Regions from separate parts of the Sus scrofa genome. Here region 1 is linked to region 2. A link is a contact called in public Hi-C data. All regions are on one chromosome and are shown on one strand. Each heading gives the region's core, a stretch centred on a gene start, on an enhancer-like site or on the middle of the called end of the contact. The rest is flanking DNA. Distances are from core to core; before and after follow the strand shown. Region 1 holds the start of TJP2 (tight junction protein 2). Region 2 holds the start of FXN (frataxin, mitochondrial).

Region 1 (6,418 bases), core at 967-3,466, 62 kb after region 2:
TATTTTTCGCAGTGGCAACGAGAACTCTTAATTTTTCCTTTCTTTCTTTTTTTTTTTTAAATTCTTAAGAGTATTAACAGAAATTACCACTAACATTGGTAAGTGATTACTGAAAAGCAGTTTATTTATTTATTATTTAACATTCTCTTCATCCTAGGGTATATTTCTAAGGGATGTAGCATTAAATAACTGTGTTTTAGGGAGTTCCCTTTGTGGCTCAGCCATTAACAAACCACACCAGGATTCATGAGGATTTGAGGTCAGCAGCTGCTGCTTTGACTTGACCCCTAGCCTGGGAACTTCCATATGCTGCAGGTGCAGCCCTAAAATAGCAAAAAAAAAAAAAAAAAAAAAAAAAAAAAAAAAAAAAAATTGTGTTTTAAAGTCACCTGACAGGGGAGTTCCTGTCGTGGTGCAGTGGAAAGGAATCTGACTAGGAACCATGAGGTTGTGGGTTCAATCCCTAGCCTCGCTCAGTGGGTTAAGGATCGGGTGTTGCTGTGAGCTGTGGTGTCAGCTGCAGATGAGGCTCGGATCTGGTATTGCTCTGGCTGTGGTGTAAGCCAGCGGCTATAGCTCCAATTCAACCCCTAGCCTGGGAACCTCCATATGTTGTGGGTGCGGCCCTAAAAAGACAAAAAAAACCAAAAAACAATAATAATAATAATAATAAAGTCACCCGACATGATTTCCCTTTACCTGGTTAAGCCACCAACTTGATACCTACATTCATTTGTTGCGTTTTGGTTTTTAAATTTTTGATTTTTCATAATTCTGTAAAACTTACGTTATTCCAAAGTCAAATCTACAAAACAAGATACAGAGAAGTCTAGCTTCTATCCTTATTCTTTCCTTATACTTGTTTCATCTCTCCCAAAAAGGTAACTATTTGATTTAATAATTTATCTTTCCACTTAAAAAATCCATAAGCAAATGTATGTGTTCTTGCTTTCTTAGATAAATAATAAGGCACTATATACACCTTTATTCATCTCGTCAGCACTATGTTTCTGACAATCTACAGTTCATCTTTTTAAAAACTGTACTGTCTTCTAGGTTCAGTCTACTCACTTCTTGGAATAACTTGTTGATAGGTATTCCCAGAAATCTAAACCAAATGAACTTGAGTTTTAATTCATACCATTACTTCTGGCAAAAGTTTGTGTAGGGAGGAGGGGAGGAGGACTTGGCAGTCATAAGCAAAGCTGTCTTGAATGAATGAGGGCATGACCTTCCCAGGAAATTAATGTATATTTTTGGTGGTAAAATCCACATAACATAAAATTGACCATTTTAAACATTTCTAAGCACACAATTCAGTGGCATTTAGTACATTCACATTGTTGTGCCACCAACACCACTATCCATCTCCACATTCTAAACGGAAACTCTGCATCCATTAAACAATGTCTCCACAACCTTCCAGGATTTCTTTCTTTCTTTTCTTTTCTTTTCTTTTTTTTTTTTTGGTGGAGGGAGCCACGCCCAGGGCATGTGCCAGTAATGGAACCTGCGCCACAGCAGAGATCCCAGGCCGCTGCAGTGACAACGCGAGGGGTCCTTAACCTGCTGCGCCAAAAGGGAACTCCCAGGCTTTTTAATAAGGCTAAATAGGAAGGAGCACCTGCTTGTCAGTTGCAGGCCTAGGCACTAAGATGATTCTGCCTTCCCAGCTGAGCAGGGATTCCGTGGTGACTAAACTGGCTCTCGGGTTAACACTCCCGCCCTCACCTATTGTCCCAGCGGGAGGAACCGGTATTTCCGGATTGGGGCCTCAGACCCTGTGATTCTGGCTAAGGGTGAGGTCGGTGGAGGAGGGGAACGGAAGCTGATCATAAAAGTCAACTTTCCACCAAAATAATTAACCTGCTTTTCCATCCCCCACAACAAAAACAAAGACCTCCAACACCACCAATCAAACACCCACCCACAATGGTCCCCAACCTCCTGTGGTCTTTGAAAGGGTTGCTAGGCTGACCCCTTCCTTGCCCACCTCCCTGGAGAGGATCGAAAATTCGACCTGGTTACGAATAAAGAAAGGAGCACAGCGAATTCCAATTGCCCTTCGGCGGAAAGAAAGCCCAGTGGCAGTTTTGCAGAGAAAGGAAGAGGCCAGGGAGTGGGCGTCCGGGCTGGAGTAACCAGACTGTCCCTGTGGCCGCAGTCCCTGCCCCACCGCTGGGTGGCGAGTGTGAGCCCCTTTCCGTCCTTCCCGATCCCACAAAGTAGCGCTACAACAAACGGAGTTTCTCTCCCCTGGCTCGCGCTCTTGGCACTCTCCGGGGCTTGAAGGAAGCAGGTAACAAGACGCTGCCCACCCTCGTCCCCTCCGGACCGCCGCTCTCTGGATCGGTGCCGCCCCGATCCCCCCACTCTGAATTTTTTTTCCTTTCTCCCAAATCTCCAAACAGGAAATAGTTTGAGTCACAATAATACACAGGAGCAGCAGCCGAGGCCACTCGCGCCCGCCCATTCCCGGGGCCGCCTCCAGCACTCTGGCCGGGCGAGGCGCCTCCGGCAACGCGCGAGGAAAGCGCAGGGGACACCGGCCCAGCAGCCGGCGCCGCGTCGGAGGCGCCCAAGCGCCTGGCAGAGCCACCCTCGCCCAGCGCCGGACTCCGCCAACTGCAGCCACTACCCGCTTCCAGGCAAGTACCCTTCTGCCTAGGCTCACGGCTCGCGGATACCTTCCCCAGGTCCTGACTTTGGAGAGGGAGGGTTTTGCAGGGTGTGGAGGAGCGCTTGCGCCCTGGCTCCGTCGTGGGGGCGGAGGTAGGGGGCAGTGCGAGTGAATTGAGTCGGTATCACCTCATGTCCCTGTGGAGTTGAGGTGTACTTTATTGGGAATTGATTTTTTTCCTTTCTGGTGATTCTTAACTGACCTTTGCCTCCCCCTCCCCCTCTCCCCCTCCCCCGGCGGGGGGATGACAGCGCGTCACAGGGTTTCTCTTGGGGGAATCGTCTAGAAGTGGGTTGGAGCGCGCAACTGGGGCAGCAACAGGTGCCTGGGAGCCACCTTCTTTTTCCTACCTGGCCTGGCGCCTTGTCCCCGAAGGGGTGGGAACTGTTTCACTTTCTGTTGAGCTTCTCTTTAACCAGATTAAAAGGGCCTCTGAGTTTCTGTTGGTGCAGTCAGCGTTTGCAGTATCTGAAGGAAGCGGGAGCTGGGGTCTTGGATTTATGCGTGCGAAGGGGGCAGGGTGGGGGCTGCTGGTTAGCTGAGAGCAGGTGATGGCTGCCTGGGCTGCGGGTGGAGACAGCTGCGGAGCCTGAAAACTCCGCACACCTGAGCGGTATGACTGTGAGGCCGGGGAGGTGCGGCCAGCTCAGGCCGGGAGCGGAATCCGCGCGCCCAGAGCAGCAGAGTTTTGGAGAATTTTTTTTTTTTTTTTTCTCTCCCTTCACTTTCTGACACATTTGTAAGGGAGGGGCCGGGCTTGTCTACGTGCTGGGCGTTGTCAGTCTTCAAGAACTGCATTGCAAAGTTCTTCTATAGGGAACTCGGTTAAAACTGAGTTGGACATCTTTATTTGGATAAAGGCCACTGAATTCCAGGCATTCTTCAAACTTGAGAAGGGTATTTTCAAGACTGTTTTGAAGTCCGCTTCAGGGCTTTCTGCGAAACTGCCGCTCCGTCAGCTATCCTTATCGGCTGTGGCCGCTTCTTAGTCCGGAAGGTGGGTGGAAACTCTCGGGAGGTCCCATTCTGTCAGGCCTTCTATCCAAGTTTCTCAACGCATTTTTTACAAAAGGTGGTTGGTAGCTAAGTTAAGTGCTTAGCCATTGCGCCTGAAAGATATGATCAACCCTTTGTGTTTCCGGGCTAGGGGACCGTGGTTTTAGAGGGTTAGGTTCAGAGGGCGACAGTCTTTCCTTTTAAGCGCTCTGGGGCCTTGTGGCTTTGAGTGAGGTCCAAGGAACAGCAACAGCGGCATCACCTGGGGGCCTGTTAAAAATTCAGGACCTCAGGGCCCGCCCAGATCTGCTGAATCAAGATCGCCAGGGGATCCTTTGCATATTAACGTTTGGGAAACATGGGCCTAAGGCAGGTTGGGGTGAAGTTTTGTTGTTCTGTTGAAAGAGGTGATTGACACAAATGAACCTTTCCACAGAAAAGAAACTCACGACTTGGAAAACAGACTTATGGTTGCGGGGGTTGGGGGGAGTGGGATGGACTGGCAATCTGGGTTTAATAGATGCAAACTATTGCCTTTGGAATGGATAAGCAATGAGATCTTGCTGCATAGCACTGGGAACTTTATCTGGTTATATCTTATGATGGAGCAGGATGGAGGATAATGTGAGAAAAAGAATGTGTGTGTGTGTGTGTAACTGGGTCACTTTGCTGTGCAGTAGAAAATTGACAGAACACTGTAAACCAGCTATAGTGGGAAAATCATTAAAAAAAAAAAAGAAGTGATTGACAGTATGTTTCCCTACATTTCCATCCAGTCCCACGTTTGAATCTTCCTTTTGCAAACAAACACTACAGCTTTGTGGGTCACCACCCCTCTATCCCAAGGTGGCTCCTTAAGCAAGATTTGGGCCTCTGATTAGCACACTAGCTTTTTGTTTCTAGGTACTTTTAAAATTATTACTGTGATAAAATATACACAGACTAAAGTTTGCCGTTTTTAATCATTTTGAAGTGTCCAATTCAGTGGCTTTAAGTACCTGTGCAACCATCAATTACCACTATCCTTTTCCAGACCTTCTTCACTGTCCCAAACAGAAATCCTGTACCCATTAAAAAATACCCTACTCCCCTCTCTTCCCAGCCCCTGAGCTTCAGGATATTGTTAATGACATTTTCTGTAAGGTATAGAAAAGGTTGAATAGGAACGTAAAGTAAAAGTAAAAGGATGCCTATAGAGTTCCTGTTGTGGTTCAGTGGTTAGCGAACCCGACTGGCATCCTTGAGGACTCGGGTTTGATCCCTGGCCTCACTCAGTGGGTGAAGGATCTAACGTTGCTACCAGCTGTGGTGTAGGTCACAGATGCAGCTCAGATCCAGTGTTGCTGTGGCTGTGGCATAGGCCATCGGCTATAGCTCTGATTGGACTCCTAGACTGGGAACCTCCGTATGCTGTGGGTGCGGCCCTAAGAAAAAGAAAAAAATATAAAAGGACGTTTGCAGGATATGAATAAACTTTTGGAAATTCCTGGATCACTGGCCTGGTGGATGTGGCATTGTAGCTCTAGGTTCTTAGATTGCGTGTTCTTTATTTTAATGGAGACAACCAGCACCTATGAGGGCTTCCTTTCTGGTTTGGGTGGTAAGGGATGGAGCTACCCAGGGCTCAGACTGCACTAATTAACTAGGTGCACATGCCTGGTAAGATCTACCTCTGTGCTTCTTTTAATTGGCTTTATTTTAGGTTTCCTGTTTACATTGGGTTTAGTTTTTTGGTTTTGTTTTTGTTTTTTAATTCTGACTCAAACTCATTTTTAAAAGTAGTTGAAATAGGAGTTCCCATCGTGGCGCAGTGGTTAACGAATCTGACTAGGAACCATGAGGTTGCGGGTTCGATCCCTGGCCTTGCTCAGTGGGTTAAGGATCTGGCATTGCCGTGGAGCTGTGGTGTAAGTCACAGACGCGGCTCGGATCCCTCGTTGCTGTGGCTCTGGTGTAGGCCAGTGGCTACAGCTCTGATTAGACCCCAAGCCTGGGAACCTCCATATGCCGCGGGAGCGGCCCAAGAAATGGCAAAAAGACAAAAAAAAAAAAAAAAAAAGGTAGTTGAAATAAACCTTAGGAAAAAGTGTTGGAGTTACTGTCGAGGCTCATCAGAAACGAACGTGACTAGTATCCATGAGGATGAGGGTTCGATCCCGGGCTTCGATCAGTGGATTGGATCTGGTATTGCCATGAGCTGTGGTGTAGGTCGCAGATGTGGCTCCGATCTTTTGTGGCTGTGGCATAGGCCAGCAGCTGCAGCTCTGATTCTGACCTTAGCCTGGGAACTTCATGTGCCACAGGTGTGGCCCTAAGAAGCAAAAAAAAAAAAAAAGAAAAAAAAAATTGTTGCTTGGCGAATATGTGAGAGAAGGTCACAGAAAGACTTAAAAAGATTTGAAATGTTTTTCTATTTTTTAAAAAATATTTTTCTAATACACCCCAAACTATTTTGTTTTTGCTTTGTCAGGTGAGTCTAATGGTCTATTATTTCTAGTTGTAAAAATGTTTGTATAATTTAGAAAATCTTTGTTGTTGTTTTAATTGAAGCATAGTTGATTTACAGTGTTGTGTTAATTTCAGGTGTACAGCAAAGTGATTCAGTTATGCACACACACACATATATATTCTTTTTTAGATTCTTTCCCATTATAGGTTATTATAAGATAGTGACTATAGTTCCCTGAAGTATACAGTAGGTCCTTGTTGTTTGTGTATTTTACTTATTTATTTTTTGGCCAC
Region 2 (6,553 bases), core at 3,663-6,162:
GCGTTTCTCAGAGCACAGAGCACCTCACTCCTGATCTCCCCCCTGAGCTCTGCTCAGGGGCTGCTGCAGGTGGGCAGCTGCAGTGGCTTCTGATTTAATCCATGTAGAAGCTGATGGCAAGTTCCAGACTCCAGTTCACACACCTACTGCATTGTCTGGAAGGATGTTCATTATATCTCTACTGCGGTTATTTGATCTCTTTTGAGTACCGTTTTTTAAATCTCCTGACTTTTTTTTTTTTTTCTTTTTTGCCACAGCATGCACAAGTTCCCAAACCGGGGATCAAACCCCTGTCACAGCATTGACTTAACCCACAGCTGTGACAACACTGGATCATTAACCCACTGCACCACAGGGAACTCCAAAATCTCCTATCTTCTTCTTCTCCTCCTTCTTCTGCTCTTTAGGGCTGTATCTGCAGCATATAGAAATTCCCAGGTTAGGGGTCAAATGAGAGCTGCAGCTGTGGGCCCACAGTTTGCCTCTGTCTTAGCTATTGTAAATTGTGCTACTATGAACATTAGGGTGCATGTATCTTTTCAAATTATAGCTTTTTCTGGATAGATGTCCAGGAGTAGGATTGCTGGATTATATGGTAGGTCTATTTTTAGTTTTTTGAGGGACCTCCATACTCTTTTCCACAGCGATTGCAGCATTGCACATTCCCACCAATAGTGTAGGAGGGTTCCCTTTTTTCCACACTCTCTCCAGTCTGAATCAGGGAGCCTTATTCTTTAGCTCCACCTTTCTTTCTCAGGTTTGCTTTGGCTATTCACTCACCAAGAGTATCTGGTATGTGTCAGAGATATTAGCTAAATAAGGACAGTCGCAATGACACTGCAGGCTATGGAAACACAGAGGAGGGTGCCTAAGACACACTTTGGGGACAGAGAGGCTGGTTTCAGAAAAGGCTGTGGGAAGGGTCACATGGGACATCTAGGTTGAATCCCAGAGGAAGAGGAGGAGATAGTCACATGATCCAGCCGTCACACCTATGTAACAAGTTACCCCAAAACATACTGGCTTACACCCAGGCCCACATCTTGCATGCTCATAGAGTCTGTGAGTCTGGAATTCAGACAAGGCCCGACGGGGATGCCTTGCCTCAGTTGCGTGGTATCTGGGGCCTGGGCTAGATGACCCAAAAAGGCTGGAGCTGGAATCATCTGAACACAGGTTCGCTCATTTGTCTGTGGTTGACGCTGACTGTTGACTGGGGGTCTCGCTTCCTCTCCATGTGGTCGCTGCCTCGGCTAGTTCGGATTTCCTCAGAACATATTGGCTGGTCCCCAGAGCAAGAATCCCCAAATGAGGAGTTCCTGTCATGGCTCAGTAGTTAACAAACCTGACTAGCATCTGTGAGGACACAGGTTTGATCCCTGGCCTTACTCAATGGGTTAAGGATCTGCTGTTGCTGTGAGCTGTGGTGTAGGTCATAGATGCAGCTTGAATATTGCATTGCTGTGGCTGTGGTATAGGCAGCGGCTATAGCTCCGATTAGACCCTTAGACTGGAAACCTCCATATGCCGAGGGTGCAGCCCTAAAAAGACCAAAAAAAAAAAAAAAAAAAAAAAAAAGACAAAAAAAAAAAACCAAAATGAGAGAGTTAAGAGGAAGCTTTATCCTTTGGCATATACAGCATGAAAGCCTTTGGAGTCCATGTGAGATGGGATAAATATTGACATGGTCCTCCTTGGGAAATCCAGCCTCCCATACCAGGCAAAGAGATGGAAAACTAGGGAACAACAGAAGGGATGACCCAGAAGGGAACAAAAGCATGGCAGGTTCTGGGAATTGTGAGTAGTTTGCAAAGGCAAAGATGTCCAGATGCCTTCTAATGTCCATTCTCCCTTTTTGTAATAACAGGATTTCTAAAATTTCATTGAACACATTGGCTGCTAAATGACCCTATTCCCTTGCAGCTTGGTAAGGTCACATGATTAATTTCTAGCCTGTCAGATGCAAGTAAAAGTATTAGGTGGAAATTCCAGAATGTGTCCTTTAATGGGAGAGGATGCCTTTCTCCCCACCCTGCTGCCTAGAATACACAAATGGTGGCTGACCGACTAGCAGCTATTTTGGACTATGGGGACCAGGGCCACACCTCAGATGGCAGAGTGGAAAGCTGGAAGGGGCCTGGATCTCTCATAACTTGGCTGAACTGCCCAAGAACCCTGGATGCCAATTTCTCAACATCTTTGGATGTGAAAGAGAAATAAACTTCTGAATTGCTTAAAACATTATTTTCCTGTTCTCTGTTATACTCAGCAAAACCTAACTGGTGCACTCATTACCTGGAGGGTAGGGAGTAGGGTACACGGAAGGGTGTGGAAAGAACATGCATTTTTTTTTTTTTCCCCTTTTAGCGCCACACTCACAGCATATGGATGTTCCCAGGCTAGAGTTCAAATCAGAGCTGCAGCTGCTGGCTCATGCCACAGCCACAGCAACATCAGATCCAAGCCGCATCTGTGTCCTGCACAACAGCTCACAGCAATGCTGGATGCTTAACCCACTGAGTGAGGCCAGGGGTTGAACCCACATCCTCACAGAGACTATGTCAAGGTTCTTAACCCTCTGAGCCACAATGGGAACCCCAAAAGCACATATCTTGCTTTGAGTGGGGAAAGGGAACTAATGGTGAGATTCACTTTGAAGGTTTAGACTTTTAGAAAGATCACCTCATGGAGTTCCCTGATGACTCAGCAGGTTAAGAATGGGGCAGTGTCACTGCGGTGGCTCTGGTTACTGCTATGATATGGGTTCAATCCCTGGCCTGGGAATTTCACATGCCACAGATGCAGACATACACATACAAAAAAAGATCACTCTGTGACACTGGCTTAATTCACATTTGTGTTCAAAATGTACCCTACTGCAGGTTCTCAAAACTCAGGGCACTTTAGATTTCCCTGGAGGTCTCATTAAAACACAGATTTCTGGGCCTTACTCCTAGAGTCTGGATAAGACCTGAGAATTTGCATTCCTAAAGGCACTGGGTCCTACAGGGTCCCTCCACAGCTGTGTATAGCCATGGGGCTTTAGCCTCTTATCTGGTAAGCCCAATTCTCTTTGACAACCTCTCAGGATCTGGAGAAGGACAAATTCTTGGAGGCTTTAATATTCTCTGCTCTGCTCCTCTGAGCCTGTTTCCTTGGCCAAAAAGGCAAGGGCAGTGGTATCAACTTTGCCAGGAGCTGGAGCAGGTGCCTGGGCCCTTTCCATGCCAGAACATGCTAAGCATGCTGGTTAATCAGAGTGCAACTCTCTAAGTATATTTTGACATTCTGAGTATGTGAGGATGGGCCTGGGGCCAAGGCCAACAACCAACACACTTCCCTTTGCCGCCAATGGATTCTTCCCATGTGGCTTCAGTGGGTTCTTCTCAGACTTGGCACCACTGACATTTTGGTCTGGATGACTCTGTGTTGGGGGCGGGGGGCTTCCTATGCATAGCAGGATGTCTAACAGTATACCTGGGCTCTACCCACTTGATGCCGTTAGCACACACATGCACCCTACTCCCAACTGTGACAATCATAAATATTTCCACATACTTTATGGGGGAGAAATGACTTCTCCATGCCTGGCATATACATAACAGGTGCTCAGTATATGGCTGCTTAAAATTAATTGAATACAGGAGAACATCTCAGATCCAAAAGAATACCCTGTCAGATAGGCAGTCAAATCCCACTTCCTCTACCCTATTTTTTCAAGGCCCTGCCACTTCCTCCATGACGACGTCCTTGATTGCCCCCACCCCTACTTGTATATGCTCTCCCGTGCAACACCAACACCCAGTAGTTCATGTTCTTCTTTAACACTTGTCATTATCCTATTTATACAGATGTTTTATCTCCTCTGTTCATAAAATACTGAGATGGCTTTGGAAGAAATTTGACACTTTGTATCTCCTCTATCCACTATCTTTCCCATAAAGATGATATTCTCTAGTATGCATAGTTGACATTTTCTAAAGCATATATTCAAATATAAAAGAACTTCCATAATTTGTATTCCTTTGCAATACACAAACTAAGTAGAATTTTCTTTTATTTTTACTTACTTATTTTTGGTCTTTTTAGGGCCTCACCTGCAGCATATGGAAGTTCCCAGGCTAGGAATCAAATCAGAGCCGTAGCTGCCTATGCCACAGCCACAGCAATGCCAGATCCTATCCACGTCTTTGACCTACATCACAGCTCACTGCAACACCAGATCCTTAACCCACTGAGCAAAACCAGGGATTGAACCCACATCCACAAGGATACTGTCAGGTTTGTTTCTGCTGAGCCATAACGGAAGCTCCTAGAATTTTCTTTTAAAATGTATTAACATATTAATATTTATTGTGGGCTTAACAGGATTAAGGGCCTTTCCAAGAAAACTTTACATGGATTAACTCATTTTATCCTTACAACCACCGTATGAAGTAGAGACTTTTATACCCCATTTTACAGATGAGGCACAGAGAGGTTAATTAACTTCCTCACTGGTCACACAGGTAGGAAGTAGGCAGAGTTCAAATTTAAACCAAGCAATCCGTTTCCTGTCTGCACTCTTCTGCTATAATTTATACGGGCGGCCAAGCAGCTTCAAGACCTGAATTCCGTCCAGTTCACAGCAAAACTGCAGTTCCCAAATCCTTTCTGCATAAAATTCTGGAGCAGCAGGTCACTAAGCTGGTCTTGGAGTTGGGGACCTTAGTATTGCATTCACTATGTTGCCCAAGGGATAAGCCCTCTGCCTTGCACAAAGCAGCCTCTCTATTTTTGTTAAATGCAGAGGTGGTGCAAGGCTGGCAAGTTCTTCCTAAAGTGTAACATCTGGCCGTTTCCCAAGCCCACAGAAAAGGGGAGCTCGCGCCTGCGGCTGCGACCCGTGACCACCAGGTGGCGCCTGCCTTCCCCCGAGCAGGAGGGCGGAGCGGCTGCAGATCGCGAGGGACATGTGGACGCTCGGACGCCGAGCGGCTGCCGGCTTCCTTCCCCGCTCCGGGCCCCGAGGCTCTGCCCAGGCCCGCGCCGGGGCTCCGCGGCCGACGAAAGATCCCCAGCCTTATGGCTGCCGGGGTCTGCGCACCGGGACCGCCGCGGCCCGCGCACGCAACCAGTCGGTGAGTATCTGCGCCGGCAGCCGACAGGGCCACACGCCGGAACAAGGAGGCCGCGCACGCCGGGAACGCGCGCTCGCACCCGCTCCTTTGGGGCCGCGTTCGGGCGGGGGCGGGAGGCGGCGGCACCTTGCGGTGAGACCCCTAGTCTTGGTTTCTCAGAGAGTCTTTTGTACTGGCTTCCGCTTTCCGGGGAAAAGAGACTGTTTTTTCCTGCAATTCAGCTGCGGGAACTGCGCGGGCAAAGGCAGGGAAGGTGCACGGGGTCGGCTCTTAGGGACCAGGGGTGACTCTAAGCTTGTCACCTCTTTGCGAGAACTTAAGTAATAATTAAGTGCTAGTTACTGTAATATTCCTATATGTATATTATCTGTACTATTAGTACCCAGTACATAGGACTATTTCAATAAAATATATATCAATATAATAGTATATTATATAAATATGTATACTATCAGAGTGATTTTTTTAGGCATGGGCTTTTATGAACAAAAATGCTTTCATCGAGCGACGTGAAGATGTCAAGCTTTCAGAGCACAGTCACTGGAGCAGCGGGGCTTTTAGATTGGGCCTGGGTTCCAAATTCTAGCTCCTTCCTCGACTCCACATGGTGGGTGACCCTTCGGGGGATCCTGGGAACTCTGAGGCGTGGCTTCCTTTTCCATGAAGAGGAGATTCCCATTTTGCCAAGCAGGCATGAGGTTTAATTAACATATATAAAGTCTTCAGCAGTTCACTTTCTTCCCCCGAGGATACAAAAGAAATATCTGACCCAGTTACTCCACGACTAGAAAGGAGGAAGCCCAAAGAAAAGCTGTGGGATTAAGGCTGCCTGGGAGGATGTTTAATCCGGGTCTGATGATGTTAGGGAGCCGTGCTGGCCTTCAGGAGAAGACCTTGTGGGCAAAGGCCTGGGCAGCGGACTAGAGATCAGCTCTAAGTGGCTGGTGACCGGATGGGCTTGGTGATGGAGGTGGCAGGTGAAATCCAACACACAGTGTTGGTGGAGCTCCGGAACTTGGACTTTCCGCTTAAACCTCCCACTGGCATGTGTTATTTGGCCTTCTGTGAAGAAACACTGGGGTAGGTTGCCAACACTCAAAGTTGGGATCGTGGATCTCCCCTCTTCTCAGGAAAACTAGGCGGTTATAGCCACACAGGTCCCACACTTCCCTTCTGCAGAACACAGACTTGTTGCTGTGTTTATTCTGCTGAGACTTGCTCCTTGTGATCAAGTGTCAGTTTTGAGATTTTGTTGATGCACACAGCTGTCCATTTATTTGCTTTCTCTGCTGGATCATGCCGCTGTCCATTTATTTGCTTTCTCTGCTGGATCATGCCGGTTGGGTGAGTATGTTCCACCTTGTCCAGGCTCCGGTTGAGTCCTATAGGCTGCTCTTACAGTGGTGCTGCAGTGGGCATTCCTGTGAGTGGAC

The links. Hi-C and Micro-C count contacts between places; a contact is called where the count stands out from the background.
Region 1: a contact with region 2 is called in a Hi-C map of liver, with 6 times the contacts expected there. The contact joins the promoter of TJP2 here to the promoter of FXN in region 2. A contact is called at or near these places in 1 of 5 promoter capture datasets (liver) and 11 of 47 Hi-C or Micro-C datasets (alveolar macrophages, embryonic fibroblasts, epiblast stem cells and 5 more).

What each region holds. Positions count from the first base shown.
Region 1 is chr1:222,472,434-222,478,851 of Sscrofa11.1, forward strand. It overlaps TJP2 (tight junction protein 2), which reads left to right and starts at 2,217. Exons shown (of 23, transcript NM_001206404.1): 1 at 2,217-2,648.
Region 2 is chr1:222,407,573-222,414,125 of Sscrofa11.1, forward strand. It overlaps FXN (frataxin, mitochondrial), which reads left to right and starts at 4,913. Exons shown (of 7, transcript XM_021064638.1): 1 at 4,913-5,120. The coding sequence starts at 4,953.